Regions from separate parts of the Rattus norvegicus genome. Here all the other regions are linked to region 3. A link is a contact called in public Hi-C data. All regions are on one chromosome and are shown on one strand. The core of a region is the stretch at or near the end of the contact, and the rest is flanking DNA. Distances in the headings are between cores, read along the strand shown.

Evidence for each region. A called contact is a pair of places that touch in the nucleus more often than the background predicts.
Region 1: a contact with region 3 is called in a Hi-C map of frontal cortex, with 3 times the contacts expected there. The contact joins the enhancer-like site here to the promoter of Sema6d in region 3. A contact is called at or near these places in 2 of 12 Hi-C or Micro-C datasets (frontal cortex and psoas muscle) and 1 of 1 datasets of contacts at active chromatin or transcription factors (oligodendrocytes).
Region 2: a contact with region 3 is called in a Hi-C map of Schwann cells, with 11 times the contacts expected there. The contact joins the enhancer-like site here to the promoter of Sema6d in region 3. A contact is called at or near these places in 8 of 12 Hi-C or Micro-C datasets (Schwann cells, frontal cortex, kidney and 4 more) and 1 of 1 datasets of contacts at active chromatin or transcription factors (oligodendrocytes).

What each region holds. Positions count from the first base shown.
Region 1 is chr3:132,019,832-132,023,854 of GRCr8, reverse strand. It overlaps a transcript of Sema6d not described here. Among named protein-coding and RNA genes, the nearest start is that of Sema6d, 320 kb to the left of the region's middle. Within about 2 kb of position 1,299, at least 3 of the 93 cell types and tissues checked have an H3K27ac peak or open chromatin away from gene starts, as enhancers often do.
Region 2 is chr3:132,631,575-132,635,758 of GRCr8, reverse strand. No RefSeq gene overlaps it. Among named protein-coding and RNA genes, the nearest start is that of Slc24a5, 140 kb to the left of the region's middle. Within about 2 kb of position 2,433, at least 43 of the 93 cell types and tissues checked have an H3K27ac peak or open chromatin away from gene starts, as enhancers often do. A contact at or near this core is called in Schwann cells, where this site is marked.
Region 3 is chr3:132,335,726-132,339,729 of GRCr8, reverse strand. It overlaps Sema6d (semaphorin 6D), which reads right to left and starts at 2,374. Exons shown (of 16, transcript NM_001107768.1): 1 at 1,937-2,374.

The DNA.
Region 1 (4,023 bases), core at 50-2,549, 310 kb after region 3:
AATAACAGCCTAGAGTTCATGTGACTCTGTGGTTCGAAAGTCAGTCGTAAAGTACTTTCATAGAGGTTTATAATTTCATTAAGGCCAATAGCATATTCTGTGTGTGTGTGTGTGTGTGTGTGTGTGTGTGTGTGTGTGTGTGTGTGTGTGTGTATGTGTGTGTGTGTGTGTGGTGTCCATATGTATGTGTTTCTCCATGCTACCCTCATTCTACTGTTCGCCCTTTCTTGCCCTTTGAAATTCTAGAAAGCATGTTGAGGTTAATTGCTGGCTCTTCTAGGATTTAATGTATTGTCTATAAATATGTGTGTTTAATTCAAACTTTATTATATAGAACTGTGAATAAAAAACATCGTGGACTGAAATCAACCAGACCCAAAGTCCATCTCTCTTAAGTGAACCTCCGTTCAGTGAAAACAGTCATTCTGAATCTGCAGAGCTTCAAGTCAGACTTTACATTTACTGAGGGTGTATTCTTGATGGAAGATAAGTGTACAGGAATATATTAAATATTATCTGCAGTGTAACGACATCCCTATTAAAAAGTTGACTTAAACTCTACATCTAGATAAGGAAACTATGACTCATGCATGGGAAAAACAAAGGTTTGGTGATAGTTCTAGGAAGCACAGCTAAGGCATTGAATGAAATATGAAAGGCAACTTAAAAAATTTCAAAAGGACCCCATGACTATCAGATGCAAGATATTATGATGGAAGCAAGCGAGGTAGCCCAGGGGGAAAAGGCGCATTTCATCAAACATGGTGTAACTGATCCCACCGGATCCCACATGGTGGAAAGGAAGAACTGACTCCAAGAAGCGGTTTACTTACTTTTCTCATATGGGTCCACACATAATACACACAGTGACTAACTAACTAACTAACTAACTAACTAACTAACTAACTAACTAACACAACTAACAACTAACTAGATGTAAAAACAATGTTATGTGACACTGTATTGCTAGTCCTGGCATCAATCTATACAACACATCTTCTAGCTTCCAGCATTTTCACTGTCATTTGATTCATTGTTCATAAGCAGTTTTTAAGAACACAAGCATTAAAGCAAAAGTTAATGTAACTTTTTTAATGTAACTAAGTACAGAAGCAGACAATTTGAGAAGAACATACTGAAATGCTAAATACACCCAATTCATGGTTTTCAAATTTACAAATACAAAACCATGCCTGTTATATAAGAACATCCAACGAAATGGCAGAGAGTCATAGTCTGGTCAGTGTACCATGGACATGCTGTTAGGCTTCATTAAAATAAGGACTCGGAAGAATCCAGGATCTATTTTAGGACAGTACTCTTCAGAGAACCAGATGTGCTGAGGACAGCCACACACTACGGAGATAGATCAGTCTCAAGTTGAAGTGGAGGAGAATCAGGCATTGTTTCTCAATTTATTCTATTAACCCCAACAACTCAAAACCCCACGAATTCACTAACGTCAGACGATGTGATTGTACTTGAAGTGTGTTAACCACTCCCTGGTGCGATGCCTATCTGTATTAGAATGTATACAGACACTGTGATTCCTTCAAAAAAAGTTGTAAATATTTGGTTGCTGATAGTTTCAGCATTTATTCCTTGGCATCGGATCTAAGAGTGTGTATGTATGTGTGTGCACATGCATGTAAACACACATGCAGGGGAGTGAAAGATTTCTATTTTTAAACCCATCGTTCAATAACACGATGCAAGCTCATCGGCTGGCATCTTCAACATTATGGCAATGTTTTGAAGTCCCAGCACACAGATGTGGCTCTACCGGCAGCAAGTGTCCAGTGTGGAGGCCACACTACCAGTGCCAGATAGTCTTCTTGTTATGCAATCACTTAATTAACTACAGATCCCATTCCCTCACAACCCAGTTTCAAGACTCATGCTAAGGCTGTTACTGCCCCCTACAGAACTGAAAACAGCCACTTCCTCTTTTCTCCCACTGACACGGACTTTGTGCTCTAACAACTAATATTTCATCTCTGTAGAAACAGCTCATTGTAGGAGGTGAAAACCATGTCCCCTTCTTGGTCCAGTTGTATAACTTAAGGAACTACAGCTATTACTCAATTTCTTTCCTTTAATCCAGCCTAACCATACTATCTATATTTGACGTTTAAGGATTAATCATGGGGTTTCTCTGATATTTTCTTTCGTTTTGGTAAGATAACTTACAGGGAAAATGTATAGATAGGAACTTGTTTACCTAAAGCACTTCATTTTGCATCTAGTACAAAAATCCAGAGCCTTGTAACATTTTCTGTGTTTTGTTATTATATCTTTAAATCTTACCACTGCAGGCAAATGTGAAAATCCTTAAATTGCTGGCCTCAGAGTTCCCATGTCAACTGGCATCTGCTCAGGTTGAAGATCCTGCCAAAAGTCAAAGAAAAACATTTATGAGACAGGGCCTGATGGCTGATTATTTAATCCTGAGTGTCCAGCACTGCCAGCAAGCGTGGGCTTTGAATGCCTGCTGCTACTTTAATAATAAGCCCTCTTACACCCAGCTGAATGCAGTGTACCAATGGATGCTTCCCCCTGCTCTAATAAGAGACCGATTATCGATCTTCACCTACATGCTCCCATTGAGACCAGGCATTCAGGAATACAAACGGAAAAGAAAAATGCCACATTGCATAATTAGCTTTAATAAATAGGAGCATAATTTCTATAAAGAAAATAGTGGCCAATCTAATTTTAATGAGGCGCAAACAGGCTTTTGTTGAATATTGTACAAGAGGTATAGGGTCCCAAATACATTCAACAGTCAAACTAAACAGCAGTCTCCAAACTCTGTCTCGTCCCGTGGGATGAGCTTTGGAGGCCGGGGTGGACCACCTTGCTCTAACCACACTACTGGAATAGACAAGTACAGACTTAGAAATAGACATACTGAAATGAAAGGAAGATGAATCTTACGGGAAAAAGTGCAAAAAATCTTAAAGATAGCATGGTGAGAACTAATTGAATTAATGTTTAATCAGCTCATCTAACCAGAGATACCTTAGACCAAAACGGATGGCTCAGACCCTGAAGATATAGCTCCGGGGGTAAAGTGCCTTCTAGAGAAGCAAGGGGTGGGGGAGGCTGTGTTCAATACCCAGTTCCCACAGAAAGGTTGTACACGGTCCATATTTGTGACATCAGGGAGGGAGGAAGGAATAGAGACAGACTTATCCGACATCCTAGTCAATAGATGAGGAATAGGCCCAATGAGGATAACATGATTGCCTACACACACAGACACTCACACGTACACATACACATGCGCACACATACACAAACACACACACATACATACCACACATACATATGTATGCACGCACGCGTGCGCGCGCGCGCGCGCACACACACACACACACACACACACACACACACACACACACACACATGCACGCACTCACGTGCGCTCATACCACAATTCATTGGCTCAGACTTGAAAGGCTCTGAGATCTCTCAGTTCTGCTCTAATGTTCCAAGTCATTTCCTAATTATAAGGTACACAGGACTGGATTGTCTATGCATCGAATTTATCTATATATTTACTCTGAGGTAACAGACACCAGTTCCCTGATTTTTCACAGATAACATAAGCACATACATACATACATATACCATCTGAGATATTTTAAAATTAGAACATACAGTGCTTAGTCCCTCCGATTTAGGTCTGTGTTTTAGAAGCATATGATTATTTATGATAGCTTTTGGATGGAAAAAAGAAGACATCAGCCTTATATTTACCATCTGCTGAATTTTTAATGAATAAATATACTTGATTATTTTAAAGACAAAAATATGGACCAATATTAAGGATGGAAACTTGCACTCTTGAGTTTGGAAGAGGTTTTGAGCCTTTCTTCCAAGCGATCCTTAATCAAGGATCTGGGATGGCTCCAGGATGAGGCCATCCTGGTGTGCCTCACTCACAGAGCAAGCTCATGGCTAAGCAGTGAGGCCACTTTGAGAGTAGTTGGTGAGAAAGCCCCTCTCTGTGAAGCTGCC
Region 2 (4,184 bases), core at 1,184-3,683, 300 kb before region 3:
CCAAGCACGAAGTCCAGCCCCATGAAGACAGTCTCTGTTCTCAGGACCATATCTGCCCTCCACGCAGCTGAATAGCGTCCATTCTCTGCCTCTTGCACCTTTATTTCAAAGGATCCTGAGCACACGATACACTGTAGCCTGCTCCTCGCTGGTAGACAATAAGGGGTCTTTCATTGACTGGCCCAGTTGAAATGCCACCACCTACGCCCAGCAGCTTCCAGACAGCTGTTCTGGGCTGTGCAGAAAACATCTCTCCATTATTGATCATTTAGAAAGCCACATGCTGACAGGGGCTCAGTAAGACAACATGTAATTTATAAAGTGTGGATTTTTACAAAACTCATTATATATCTGGACTGCCTTCCTGACAGTCCTAAAACAGCAGAATAATCCTATTAAACGAAGATGCAAACTTTGACCCTGTTCAATTTTGGTCAACTGCAAATGGCCCTTTCTATAAACAAGCAGGCCTCTTAAAATGGCATCTGTATAAAGACATTTAAGGGTGATAGAATAAACTTTCTTCAGTTGGGTTCCCAAATGGCTGTGAGCATTAATAGCTTATCCTGAAGCGGTTCTGCAAAAGGGCTAGGAGCTGGGAACCTGATGCAAACGGATGATTCCTTTGCCTCAAAGTCTAGCACACCTATTGGGTGTGGAATTGCCAAACCACATTCTGGTGACCACACCTCCTATGTGAAAGGAGAAAACTTGGGGTAACTTCAGACCTCTGACTGACTCTTTGACCTCTTGGAAAACAACTCTAATCCTCAATGTCACTCACCGTTGTGACTGCATTAGCCTCAAGGGTTTGAGTGTGGCTTCCCATACTGGAGTTTCTTTTCTAGCATCAACTAACTACATTGAAAACATAATTTCTTTTCTTGTCTCCTTCAAAAGAATGTTTAAAGGTTTGGTGTAATGGAGTGTGTACATGCCTACACTTTGGCGTTCCCAAGCAAATGTTCCAAAGTTGAGGGAAATCTGAAGAGTGATTAATCTACCAATTCACGTAGTGGTCTATCCGAGCGCCTGGGAAGCCCTCCACTTCCCTCAGCTCTTCAGTTTGTCTCTCTCTGTCTCTCTCCCTTCCTTCCCCTCCCCCCTCCCTGTGTGTGTATATAAAGCTGGCAGCTACTTGTAACATTATCTTGATGCTTTCATAGAATCCTTTAGGTCTGTTGTTGGGGAAGGAGAAGGAAAATAGAGATTGCTTGAATGTTTTTCAAAGACTCAGATTCATAACCAGAGAATTCTCTCAAACCAATCATCAGTAATTCATTCAACATAAGTTTCTGCCTGACTGTACCAGTAACTCAACAGACTCATGGGCTGAGCATATGAGTCATGAGAGCAGAAACTTACAGTGTGTGTGTGTGTGTGTGTGTGTGTGTGTGTGTGTGTGTGTAGATGAGCGATTAATATCAGAAGCTGTTAGAGAATTATGAGGGATTTAGGAAGGAAGAGAAATGTGGATTAGTGTCATTTGCAAACTCTGTGGAAAAGGAGGGAGAACCTAGGCTTTGAAGGGTGACATTTTGTAGTTGGGGCATTACCAAGAAAACCCAACTTAGCATGGAGAGAAGTTGGCAGAGTAGAGGCCTTACTCAGTAGGCTTGGGTGAAGGCTTAGTTTTCAGACATTTACTTGACCATATGGATGGTGCATAGTGGAGGAGAGAGGGACCCCTGGGCTTCTTGAAGCTCAACCGTCCCCCTCCTTTTCCCCCAAACTTCACCTTCCCAGGAGACAGTTGATTGAACTGCAGATGACATCATCTTAGAGGTAAGGAATTGCGTATTAAACATTTATAAGTCATATGACTGAGCCCTCCTCACACCCGAGGGCCTGCCTTTTGCACAGTTTCTGACTCTAGGGCCTGGGATGGAACCAGAAGCAATTAATATTAACAATTTCCGATCTCACCACCCATGCTGACACAACAATTCCAGTTTTGGAAAACACTCATGTAATCTTCTCTAATCACCTTAGTTTACAAAGAAGGGAATTGAGACCCGAAGTGTGCTTAGGATTTAAAGAGAACACCAGCAGACAATTACTTACACTTTCCCAGTGTCCCAGTGCAAGGTCCAGAGTAGTTCTCAGTCCCCACAGAGCAATTCCAACCTTGGTTTCCTTTACCTTAGAACTAGAGTCTCCAATGACAGCTAAAGCTTGTGACCATTGCGGGACAGGGCTGCTCAAAGGTACAGGGATAAGTTAGTCAACTTTGAGACTTTTAAGGCTTATGAAAAATGTTACCTTAAAAAAAAAAAACAACCCCAACTCTCCTCTAAATTAAACATGAATTTCCTAGCTCCCTAAGTTTATAGCCTGTAGGTGGCAGTGTCTTCCTTTTCTATGCACAGCCAGCCCAGGCTCATTTCCCCCAGTGCATAGTGACTTACAGATCACACCACCCACCACAGCCTGGTATGGGTCGGACTAGGCAATGAGATCTAGAATTCTGAGAACTGTATTGTCCCAGATTAACACATGAGGATTTGGAGTTTTCGAAATGTTTTTATTTTTCTAGTTGTGTTCTTATCCTCTGCGTAAGGCCCTTATACTGTGAGTAGCTGGAAACCAGACACAGAGGAACATTCCACGCTGGCTCCAGGAGTTCAGTCTGAGGGAATGTTCTTCACAGCAGAGGCTTCATGCTGCTAAAGCGTCCTTTGATGCATAAAAGTTGGGGGTGAGAAGAAAGATCCAGGGAAAATATTCTAGGAACGGCATCACAGAAATGCCAAAGGGAGAGACAAACAAGTCTGTGATTGTCCGTGAAGAACCTCCAGAGATTATGCATGAATTCACTATTTCTGTATGACCCGGGCCTTGCAGATGGCCTGTGGCCACAAGATCTCCATTTTGTCAGCAGTCAGTGACACAGAGAGAAACTTCTCTCTGCTTTCAACCCTATGATGCAATCGTCACTGCAGCACCACACACTCAGGACTGCCTTCTTCCTCCCAAGAGCCCACACTGCTATTCACTGCTTATGGCTTCGCTGTCTTCAACCTCTGAAGCCATGCGAAGGTCAGTGCATTGCATCTCGATTCATCCTCCTGACTCCATCCCACTCTTACAAACTTAAACCGTTGTCTCCAAATTTCCAACAGAGATAGAAGGCTCTCCTTCCATGCATAGTTCCTCAGCCTCCTCATCCCATTCCTCTTTCTGCATTTGCTGGAACCCAGACTACTTCCAAAATAATGGTAGACATTCGCTTTTGAACATTTTGTTCCGTCGAAAGGATATTACTTGTTTTCAAAGATTAAATGACCATGTAGGAGTGATTCCCACGGTCTCCTACACAGCACTGGCTATCATTTCACAGAGCCTGTAGAGAGCACTCTGCAGTGTGACGTGCCTTCTCACACGTGCACGTGATGTGCTTGCAGCACACTGTGGAACAAAGCGCCTTCAACACGCTGTAGCGGGAAGTGCATTCCGCACACTGTACTGTGATGTACCTGTTTGCCAGTTGCTTCTGACTCTTAGCCCGGCTTTACTTCCTTCCGTTGCCCACTGATAAAATCACTACCATTTTCATTTATATTGTAATCAGAGAATTAATATAGACTTAGTTCTTTGACAAATTTTATCCTAAAAATATTTTAATGAATTAAATTTGTTCCCTGACATTTCATACATGTGTACAATGTGTTCTAATTACTCTCGCCTCCCACTCCTGTCAACCTTCCCGCCTCCCTTTTCCAGGCGTCCTTTTGTTTTGTTTTGTGACCCACTGAGTCTTTACTCATAGGCTTGGAACTGTCCACTGGAGCCTGATGGGCTCACCAGTGGGTGCCCAACTAAAGGCGGTGACTCTCCCTCTACCTGCTTCTGTTTGTAGTCAGTATTCAAGAGGGAGGAACAGGGTCCCATACGGCCCTCCCTACCATGGCTGACTGCTGACAGGGCAGGTCTTGTGCAGGTAATTGCAGAAAATAAAGAGAAGGGAGACTGTTTTATTCTTCCTCATACCCCTGAGGTCCAGGAGAGAGGTAGGCAGTGGATGATAAATAAGTGTGCCTGGGCTTCTAATCAATTAATCCTCCTTGAGATAGCACTTTCTTCCGTCTCCCAAGTGAAACTTCCTTTTTCTACCTTAGACTTTCCCCTTCTGGCCATTATTTGACTTGGCAAGTCAATAAAATGGCTTGACTTCTATAAGAGAG
Region 3 (4,004 bases), core at 1,125-3,624:
GCCTCTTGCTTCCTCTAGAAATAGATCCAGTCTACGCAAGCTTACAAGCCCTGAATAGAAATAAAACCTACCATTTTGTCCTGCAGCATGGTGGGGTAGGAGTTTGCCTCCTAGGGTTGCACTAACACTGGTCAGGCATCTAGCCAGGCTCTCGATCCTGCATGAAATGCATCCCAAGAGTGAAAAATGACCCTATTTCAGATGCATTTCTCACCCTTTGTATCTTAGTGAAACTCACAGGCAAGAACAATGACTAAGCTAATTACCATGGTTCATTATGACAGAACAGCAAGAAGAGCTCCCTCAGACTCAGCTAAGTCCTCAGCAACCGTGAGGATCTTTTGGAATTAAAGTTCTGAATCCAAGCTTCTTGTCCATGGCCTTTCAAGGAACGGAAACCACCAGACGACAGGATACAGAGGCTCACTTACCCACATTAGTTACTGGACAGAGCCTTCCTGTGCAGCAAGCCAGTGAACTGAAGTCTTCAGGGTTTTTAAGTTGCCCTCACTCTGAGGACTAAGGCTGACGTCACAGCCATCTTTCAAATTCATCAAACCAAGGGAGGCATGACCAGATGGTGCTGGTACTATTAGAGGGTATCGAAAAAAAGGGGGTAGGGGTGGCAAAATGCCCATAGATCTAAATCAAACTCAGGCTAACCAGATGCCTGGCGATGGAGCCGTCACAGTATTCCTGCCACATTCTCATGCATCACAGACGCGCTCCTCAGAAAGGGTACCTATGTAGCATTCTCAGGAGAAATGAGATGGGTGCCAATATCCTGCAGGATCCAGTAAGAAATGCTAGTGGTTTGTTGCTCTTCCTAAGCAAGCCAGCAGAGAAATCTTAGGATCTCATATGCATTTAACTGTCTCCTTGGAGCATAGCTCAGAGACCTCAACCAAAGCCTGAAAAGCAGATCCCGGCTGTAGTTTATCTTCAGATATTTAAGCTCCTAGTGATATAGGCCCAATCTCAGAGCGTATCTGTAATTTTTAGGTATCTGAGCCAGGATAAATGCTCGTGTGTAATGCATGCTAGCTTGAGAGAATGAGTCTGTCACTCACTACATTAACCCGATACTAAAGAGAAGTTAATTTCCTCGGGTAGACACTTAACATCATGAATAAACACAGTTCCAGAATCTATTGTTTTGTGCCATCAAAACGACAGTAAAAACGCTACCCCCCACCCCCAGCTGTCTAAGATTTCACAATACAGGGAAGAAAAGCCTTGGAGATTTTCTCCAAGGAGAGTATTTCTCCTTTTCAAGGGCCAGAGACGAAACCAACTGAATAAAAATGTTAACTCTTTCCCCGAGACTTTGGCATTGAAATAAACAAAAGATTCTATTTCACTGTGTCAAGTATCAAGCAGAAGGAAGGGGAAAACACATATATTTTGGTAGTGCAGACTTAAAATTTGTAGTAGCTAGAAGTTTTGAGAGGAAGTAGCCCTCGACATTTCCCATAAGTAACCAGAAGCAGCGTTGTATTTAAGGCAAAGAAGCCTTAGTGGTTGACACGGAGTCCAGTTACTGTACACAAAGTCGGGGTTGGGGGTTATATCTATAATAACGATGTGCTGTCCCACTCTGAGGATGCTGGAATTGACTACTGACCAGTCCAATTCCTCCAGTGCTCTAACTCATACCCTACCGCAATACTTCCCCCACCCCTCCCCAGCGCGCTCCATGGCATTTTTTTTTTAAAAAACAAGTATTAGATTTAAACAGTACTCTGCCAGCAATGATCCTAGTAGCCAAATAATGAGAAAAATTCCAAACTCACTTTGCATCCACACCTCCAAGTTCTTAGATCTCAAGAGTTAGACGTCCGACTGGAAGCTGAAAGCGCTTCCCAATCCCCCCAGGGCGGCTACTGCCTCAGTTTCTACAGAGGGTCACTGCAGTAGAATCTGGAAGTTTCCCTACCTGGTGTTGGCCTCGGTTTGCCTGCCTCTGCTCCCGGCTACAAGACGCCTCTAGCCGCGAAAGAAGCGGCTCATACAAAATTGACTTTTCCTTATTTGTTTCCATCCATAATTGATGGGGAGCTGAGAGCGTAACACGTCTCCCGGTCGAGCCCTTGCCGCCTGGAGAAGACCCCGTCCAGGGCGCTTCGGTGGAGCATTTTTCAGTCAGAGAACAAAGCACGCAAAGTTGCGGGGGAGAGTGGCTGAGAACCCCGCGGGTGGGTGCCCAGTCAGTGGCTCCGCGCTCCCAGGCGTCCTCCCAGCCGAAGGTGGCCGGGCAGCCTGGGCTGCGCTGCGGGCTGGAGGGTTGGAGGCTGCAAGCCCCGCGGCGAGGAAGGCGGGCTCACCCTGACGGCTTGCGGAACAGCGCAGAGCCAGCCCTGCCAGGAAGAAACTTTTCCTTGCAGCCTAGGGTGTCTTTTCTTCCCTTAGGGGTGCGCCCCCGGAGGAGGGGTGCGCCTAGGAGGAGGGCCGAGCCGCCCCGCCCCGCCCCCCAGGCCGCCCACCGGCCAGCTGGAACCGGTCAGCCAGACCTCCCCAGGCGCCTCGGGCACCGCTGGAGACCGTACGGCTTGGGAGAGCAATGAACTCCGGGGAGATGCGACGCTACGCCCACGCTTACACACGCGCCCGCACACAGCTGCTCTGCGGGCTCCGGGCTCGGGGTCCCACCCCCATCACGCACCCAGAGCGTCAGCGGAGCTTGGGAGACTGTCTTACCTCTCATAGGGAAGCCTGCTTTAAAAAACAGACAAATAAAGCTTGTCAGGATCAGATGGAAAAGCCGATCAAGACGGTGTGCAGAAAGAGCAATCCCACGGTCTCGGGTCGCGCCTTGCGATCTATCCTGAAACTGGTCCGCTCTAGCCAAGGCGGCGGGGGCGGCGGCGGCGGCGGCGGCGGCGGGACCCAGCGCCAGCAAAACAAACCGCTGCTCGGCAAATGGTGTAATTCGATCCATCTCCGAGTCGCTCCCTGAGATCCCGGCTCCCTCGCCGCTCTGCAGCTCCCACCGCGGCCAGCGCCGCCCAGAGTCCTACGCGCGCCGCGGCCTCGACCCCAGTGGCCGCCGCGTCCCTGATCGCGCTCGGCCGCGCGCCCAGGCTCTCCCACCTTAGCGGAGCCGCTCCTCCCGCGCCTCTCCGAGCCGGGTCGCCCAGCTGGCGCCGCCTCTGTAGCCTGCAAAGCCGCCTCTCCCTTCCTCCAGGCGCCCTCACTACTCTCCCAGCCAGCCACCCTAGACGATCGGAGGACAAATGGCTGCAGCCCAGTGGTGCGGTGGGCGCAGTTGTACCCCGAAGTTTTGTCTTAGTTTTCTAGTCTAGGATTTATTTTTGAGCTCATTTTCACAAGCCCCTCCCCCATTTATCTTTATAACCACTAAGTAAAACAGCTGGGAAGAAGCAATCAAACATAGCCGTAGCTTTAAAAAATACAGAAATTGCCTACTAAAAATCTTATTTCCACTTTGAATGAAAGCCATTCGGTACAGTGTAATTTTGCAGGCTAATGAGCCGGTTTTACAGGCAAGTGTTTCGTTTAATACGTTGTGGGAGAAATGAAAATGTCCTTGAAGCGACATCATTTAAGATGTACGGATTGTCATAAATGAAATAAAAGAATCATATATCCCCAAACAAGAGGATCTTAATTTAAAGTTCATTTCCAAGAACGGTCTATGTTTATTAGTTTCCAATCTAAGCATGTATCACTTAAGGGTTCTAAGTGGCTGGAATCAACCCTGATGCCCTCGCTTAAAGAGAGAAAGAGGAGAGCATTTCCGCCAAACTTTTGGCTTTCCTTTGAGTGTGGTTAATTATTGTGGACCGGTCATGGAAGCAAATTCTTGTCTAGAGTCTTCCTGCTTTTCTCCCGCACACAGATATATATTTACATTTAACAAGAACACTGCCCTGGATTTGAAAAAAAAAAAAAAACTCCAAAAAGACCCCCCCTGTTAACACTTGTAGGCAAAAACTTGTAGCCAAAAGCAAGCCAGGAGAGAAAGGGCAGCCTTTTTAAATGCA